Regions from separate parts of the Sus scrofa genome. Here region 1 is linked to region 2. Evidence: chromatin contacts called from public HiChIP or PLAC-seq data. All regions are on one chromosome and are shown on one strand. Each heading gives the region's core, a stretch centred on a gene start, on an enhancer-like site or on the middle of the called end of the contact. The rest is flanking DNA. Distances are from core to core; before and after follow the strand shown.

Region 1 (3,028 bases), core at 5-2,504, 280 kb before region 2:
CCTCCGATGAAGAGCTTCCGCAGCTGTTCGGGCTCTTTGGGAGACTAGAAGTAGGGGCAAAAAAAGCGTTAAATAGGGCTATAACGCAAACAAGCTCCCCGCTACAAGAAGCAACACCAGGTAGCAACGTACGAAGCTTTTATTGTTCCCTCGGGTCGCTGTAAGCCACGTGCTTCTCCCCATCTGGGGAGGCGGTATGTTGGGGGCTGGGAAGCGGCGAGCGCATGCGCCCCTTACTCTCCCTACGACGCACGCGCAACAAAAGGACTGGGAGGGCGTGCATCGCCAAAATTGGACTACAGCTACTCTTTAAGAAAGTCGTCCACTAGGACAAGGATGAAAAACAGACCGAATGTGTCCACGAGCATTGCAAAAAAGAACGAGAGCAGCGTGATAACCAAGGATTGCACGACGACAGCCTCATGGCGACGAGGACAAAATGGCGACCTGAACTCAGGGAGGGGTAGGCCCCGGCAGCGACCGAAGAACTGCCGAAAAGGCTGGTGCAAGCAGCCAAACCAGACTGCACCCTACCAAACTCAGCAAGCGGCGAAGAAGAAAACGCAGATGAAAAAAGAGTCTCACTCACCTCTGACTTAGACATGACGGTAGTGGGGAGGAGGTTACAACGATGCTTACTCGGCGGCGTCCGGGGGCAGAAAGGAGTAATCTAACGAACGAGTCTGCCAGCCTACCTTCGGCCTCGCTTTTTTATCCCGCCTCCTCGCGTTCGGCATTGGTAGACTCCGCCCCTGAGTAGCTCTGATTGGATATTTGACATAGCTTTCCCCCACTATTGGTCTCTCGTATGCGTTGCTGTGTAACGTCATCCGTTTGGGCGTTCTACGCAGTCTCAACCCCTCCCGGTCCATTGGTTCCTAAGTAATATTATTCTTAACTAGACTGATTGGCTGGTCAACCAATGATTCATATTTGAATTATTTCGGGTATTGAGATAACTTTTTAATTAGCTATGTCCGGAATATTCAACGCCTGTGTCAAAGCATTTTTAATACTATGTATCAAAAAAGTAGCTAGCATGTGACAATTTGGCGGAACGGGGGCGGGGGCAAGATCGCCTGCTGAGCGCATGTGTAGTAAAATGGCGAGTTTACGCAGGCGCGCTAAGAAGTTCCGCCCGGAGCTTGCAACACGTGAAATGGCGGGCAGGAGACAGCGGCGAACCTAAGGCGCCTGCGTAGTGGCGGGAGTTGTGCCCCCTTTTGCGCAGGCGTAATGGGCGGGGAAAGGGTCGGGTCCCAGGATTGGTCGCGCAGGCGCAGGGAAGGATCCGTTTTGGCGGGCGGTTGGCGTTGCGCAGAAGGCGGCGGCGGCGGTGGCTTGTGGTCCGGCCGCACCACAGAGGAACAGGCGAGGCGTTAGCGTGAGTGATCGGTCTCGACCCCCGGTAAGTGGCGGACCATCTTGCCTACCCATACGAGGTCTTGAACTGACTCCAACTGGGCCCGTTATTGTGTGAAATGAATGGACCTCGGGGTGGGGGCTCGTGAAGGGGGAGCGGTGAGATCGGCCAACCAATGGAAGAACGGGGGCGGGATGTTTTATCCCCGTAGGTTCTGTGGAGCTTTGCAGCGGAAGAGTTTGACTGGCGAGTGTATAGGCCAATTGGGGCTGTCCTTAGCTGCCGACTCATCGGTCCTTGGGCCATCGGTATGTGGGAGGCGGGCTTTCTCCTCCTGAGCAGCATCTCACTGAGCCAATGAGCACGAAGCGCGCGGTAGGTTGGGCTCCTCCAAGAGGCCACGATTTGACTCCAATGGGGGATGCGGGAGTTGGGCGGTTAGGTGGATGGACCAAATCGGGAGCCAGTAGGCGAGCAGCCTCTGGAAAGCGCTCAGGCTGTTCGTCCAATCAGCGCTCCAAAAGAGGGAGGTCTTAGATTTGGGGATGCGAGGAAGGGGATTCAATGCCTGTGATGGCGCGTAGGGGCTATTTTATTCACAATGACTTTAACAAAACCTGTGGGCCTCCGTGCCACACTTCTCTGGTAGGAAAGCTGTTAAGTTTGGTCCTGTATTCCTCGGTTTTGGCTCTTTCCCCCCCACAACGGTATATCTCACCATCCAGCACTTTAGGTTTTGGAGGGGAACAAGGGATGTCAAAGACATGACTGGAAAACTCGCTTCTTTAGGAAGACTGCCTTGAAATGTTAGAACAAATAGAATTTATTTGTACTGTTGTGGAATAGCACCCAAGAAGAGTCTACAAAATAACAGTAATGCATATTTCCACAGACAAAGAAATATTTGTGAACCCATAGGAAATGTTTCGGAAAACTGCATAGCAAAATATGTTAACCTCTAGGGATACAGTGGGTTGGAGACACATCGCATCTCCAGTGTTTACATTTTTGCAGGGATAATAATTTGTAATTAAAAATAAATTTAAAAGCTCGTTGTTTTTGTGTTTTCAGTTATAGTCAAGTACTTCTCACCACCTCCTTACACCTCAAAAAGGTGCTGTTTTTCAGTTAAGAACTAAAGCGATTCTTGGTTTAAACAAACAAATTTTAAAAAGATAATTTTTTTTTTTGAGTACTGATAGTCATGATGTTAAGTGCTTTACAAGCATTGTCCAATTCCTTTATCTTAGGCTCTGCTCTGAGGAACTTTCTCCTCCATATATATATATCTCTTTACATTGTTACAGATCTTCTTAGGCCTTCTTTCTGCTGTTCCTTTAAGGATATCTGGATTTGGATAAAAAGGAAGTTGCTTAAGGAGGGTGATACTTAGGGTGCTGGAGACGGAACCCATCCATCACCTGGGTTATTTTTTGCCTTTTGATTATAGAATTTCAAAGTATTTCCTGTGCAGTCCATATCCTGTTAGTAATGCTTGTTCTACTCATTCCACTATGTTTTAGTAAACCATAGAAATTTTCATTACGTTTTGACTGTATGAGAGTCTATACTGCCCCTCCCCCTTTTTTGGCCGCACCTGTGGCATAAGGAAGTTCCTGGGCTGGGGATCTAACGTGCACCACAGCAGTGATCCAGGCTGCTGCA
Region 2 (2,841 bases), core at 286-2,785:
GGACAGAGCCTGAGAGAGACAGCCCGAGACAGCCTGAGAGAGTACGACCGAAGCACGGCGCCAGGCCCATAGAGAGGAAGGGAGGAAGGAAGGAGGGCAGGAAAGAAGAAAACGAAGGATTAGGATACAAGGCAGAGGGAGGGGAGGATTACAGAAGAGAGGGGATGCAGGAGGAAGAGCGAGAGGAGAGCAGGGAAAGGAAGGCATGCAGAGAGCGAGCCGGAGGAAGGGCGGCGACAGGCAGGCAGACGGGGCAGGGCGCGGGCTGGCCGAGCAGCCGTGGCATTGTGCAGCCGGGCCTTTGCTGCGGGACCGGCTCCGCGCCTCCGGACACAAAGGAGGAAGAGGCCTCCTCTCCTGCCCCTCCCTGGCGACCTGCTGGGGTGGGTACACCAGGCCTCCGGGGATATCGAACCCTATCTCGGCCCAGACAGCCGCCCAGGCAGCTGGGGACTGAGCCACACTCTCGTCAAGGAGCAAAGCTATGACCAAGGAGGTTTTCACGCTCGCTCCTCCTTGGAGTCTTCACCAGGCAACAGGGCCCATCTACCCCAACCTCAGTTTTCCTAGAAGAAAGACGCCCCTAAAGCCCCTCTCCATGGGCCTCCACTATTTGGGAGAGCCCCCCAGGCATAGTGGCTGTAAACAGATGCCCCTTTCTCTCCTACCCCCTTCGGCCACTGCCTTCTTTTCAACTCTTGAGCAGCCTGCCCACCCTCCCTGCCCACCCGGAGGCAGAGGCGGCAGCCACGGGGCAGCCGAGATCACCAGGCCCAGCTCTCTGCTGCATGCCTTCAAATTCTCTGTGAAACTGAGGGGAGATTGTCACCTCCGGTTCAGAGCGTGAACTCAGACCCTCCCCACTCAGGCGCAGACACAGCTGTGGATCAGGAAGCAGGCCTCGCCCACAGCCCCCTCCCCACCAACGCCGCCCCGTTTTGCCTAGGCCTTTGCAGGGAGAGGCAGCCTGAAGGAGGGGGGCTGGAAGGGGCTGGGAGTCCCTGAGTTCACCAGGCCACCAGGCTGAAGTCCCTCGGGTTCCACCACTGCGTGTGTGGGTTGTACCACCGGTTCCCTGCGTCTGGTGGCGGGGTGGCAGGTCAGGGCTCTGAAGCAGACCTTCAGGCTTCCCCCAAATCCAGGCCTGTAGATGTGGGGGGCACAAAGGATGTGGGGGCACCAAGAAGGAGGGGGTTGTCTTCCCAGGTTCAGTGATGCCTGCTGGGTCTCCTGCCAGATCCCCAGACTCCTCTCACCCCCGCCACTCCCTTCAATTTTCCCCAGCACCAATGGAGCAAGCCAAGGGACTGGAGGCCACTGGGAATCCCTGTAGGGGATGGGGGGGGGGGAAACCCCAGCTGTAGCTAGCAGCTCTGCATTCAGTCTGGTTCTTAGAGCTCTCCTCTGACCCCAAAAGAGTGCACTGAGCGCAGGAGAGCCCCCTCAGGGGGAGGGGCGCCTTTACTGCAGCACCTCAGACCTGGACAGCTGAGACCACAATCAAGCTAGCACCACCGTGGGAAAGACTGACAGACAGAAAGACGGACAGGTTAGAGTCATCCCCTCCCCTGGCCCTGCGCCTCCCTTTCAGCGATTTCAATTCCCTCCGGTTCAATCCACACCGTCAAGTTCGGATTAAATTTAAGACAGGCTTTTCCCGGTCCCCCAGCGGGGCCATCCCCGCCGCCGCAGGCAGGGCGCCCGCTCCCGGCTCGCCAGCACCCGCCTGCGCGGAGGAGGCCGGGCGTGCTCCATTTGCTTTCATTTTCCTTCTCCCCCTGAAATGGGCTCAGTTCACCTCTCGGCTGCCCTCTCCTCCTCCCCGCCCCCTCCTTGGTTCCCCTCTACTTTCCCCCCTTTTCTCTCCTGATCCCTCTTTGTTGGGAAAAACACACCCACACGCACAACTCCTCCTAGCAAAGGCCTGCGCTGGAAGCAGACGCTGAATTCTCCTGGCCTGCCGCGAGGAGACCCGCGTCCTGCCCCCACCCCAGGTGGGTATTCGGGATCCCTACACACCAGGAGTCCGGCTCCTGAGCCCAGCAGGAGCAAAACCCCTAGGGCCTGTGAACGTGGCCCTCTCAACGCCACGGCCTGCATTCCCGCCGGCCCCCTGCCCTGCCGCCCCGCAGCAAACGGGGCTATTTCCGGCTCCCCCAACACGGTCTGGTTTCCCAGCCTGAGGAGTGGCTGGAGGGGGAGCGGCCCCAGAGCTAGGGGTGCTCTCCGCCGGGAGCCTCCCTTGGCCCTGGGCGCCTGGTTACCTGATCTTTGTGTGCTGTGGTGTGTGTCGCAAGAAAATTTGCAGTGACTTTGGAGCCCAGACTGAGGGAGCCAGCCGAGGTGGCGAAAGGAGAGACAATACGGGTCCGAAGTACAATTAAGGGGCCAGAGCCGCTAGTCTCTCCCCCGCCCTCCCTGCCAGACTAGGAGCTGTCTGGCCTCAAACCTCAGGGCAACCGGCGAACCTGGAGCCGGAAACTCGGCCCATGGCGGAGCGAACTAGAGGAAGATCTGGCATCCAGAAAGCAGGAGGAAAGCTCCCTTCCAACTTGGGGGCGCGGCAACCAGCCCCACTGAGGTGCAGAGAATCCAATGAATGAAAGTGCACATTCCGACAAATTTTCCCGATTTTTTCAGCCTTTGGAAGGACAGCCTAGGGTTTGAGACGTCTCAGACGGACAGACAGACACAGACAGGCAACCCGCATCTCCGGAGGCAGACAGACTCACAACATGAGTGTGAGCCTGAAATCAAATACAGGTTCAACATTCCCCCGAGGCCTCTCTGCCAGGCCAGGCAGGCGCTGATCTCCCTACCTTCTCTCCCCTCCAGGGCGTT

What was found. HiChIP or PLAC-seq counts read pairs in DNA pulled down with a chosen protein or histone mark.
Region 1: a contact with region 2 is called in an H3K27ac HiChIP or PLAC-seq map of skeletal muscle. The contact joins the promoter of CBX5 here to the promoter of LOC102167757 in region 2. A contact is called at or near these places in 1 of 47 Hi-C or Micro-C datasets (embryonic fibroblasts) and 1 of 2 datasets of contacts at active chromatin or transcription factors (skeletal muscle).

Annotation. Positions count from the first base shown.
Region 1 is chr5:19,482,753-19,485,780 of Sscrofa11.1, reverse strand. It overlaps CBX5 (chromobox protein homolog 5), which reads left to right and starts at 1,254. Exons shown (of 5, transcript XM_021091740.1): 1 at 1,254-1,408. It overlaps HNRNPA1 (heterogeneous nuclear ribonucleoprotein A1), which reads right to left and starts at 604. Exons shown (of 9, transcript NM_001077218.1): 1 at 590-604; 2 at 1-44. The coding sequence starts at 604.
Region 2 is chr5:19,207,743-19,210,583 of Sscrofa11.1, reverse strand. LOC102167757 reads left to right here and starts at 1,535. Exons shown (of 3, transcript XM_021091736.1): 1 at 1,535-1,549; 2 at 1,918-1,994; 3 at 2,836-2,841.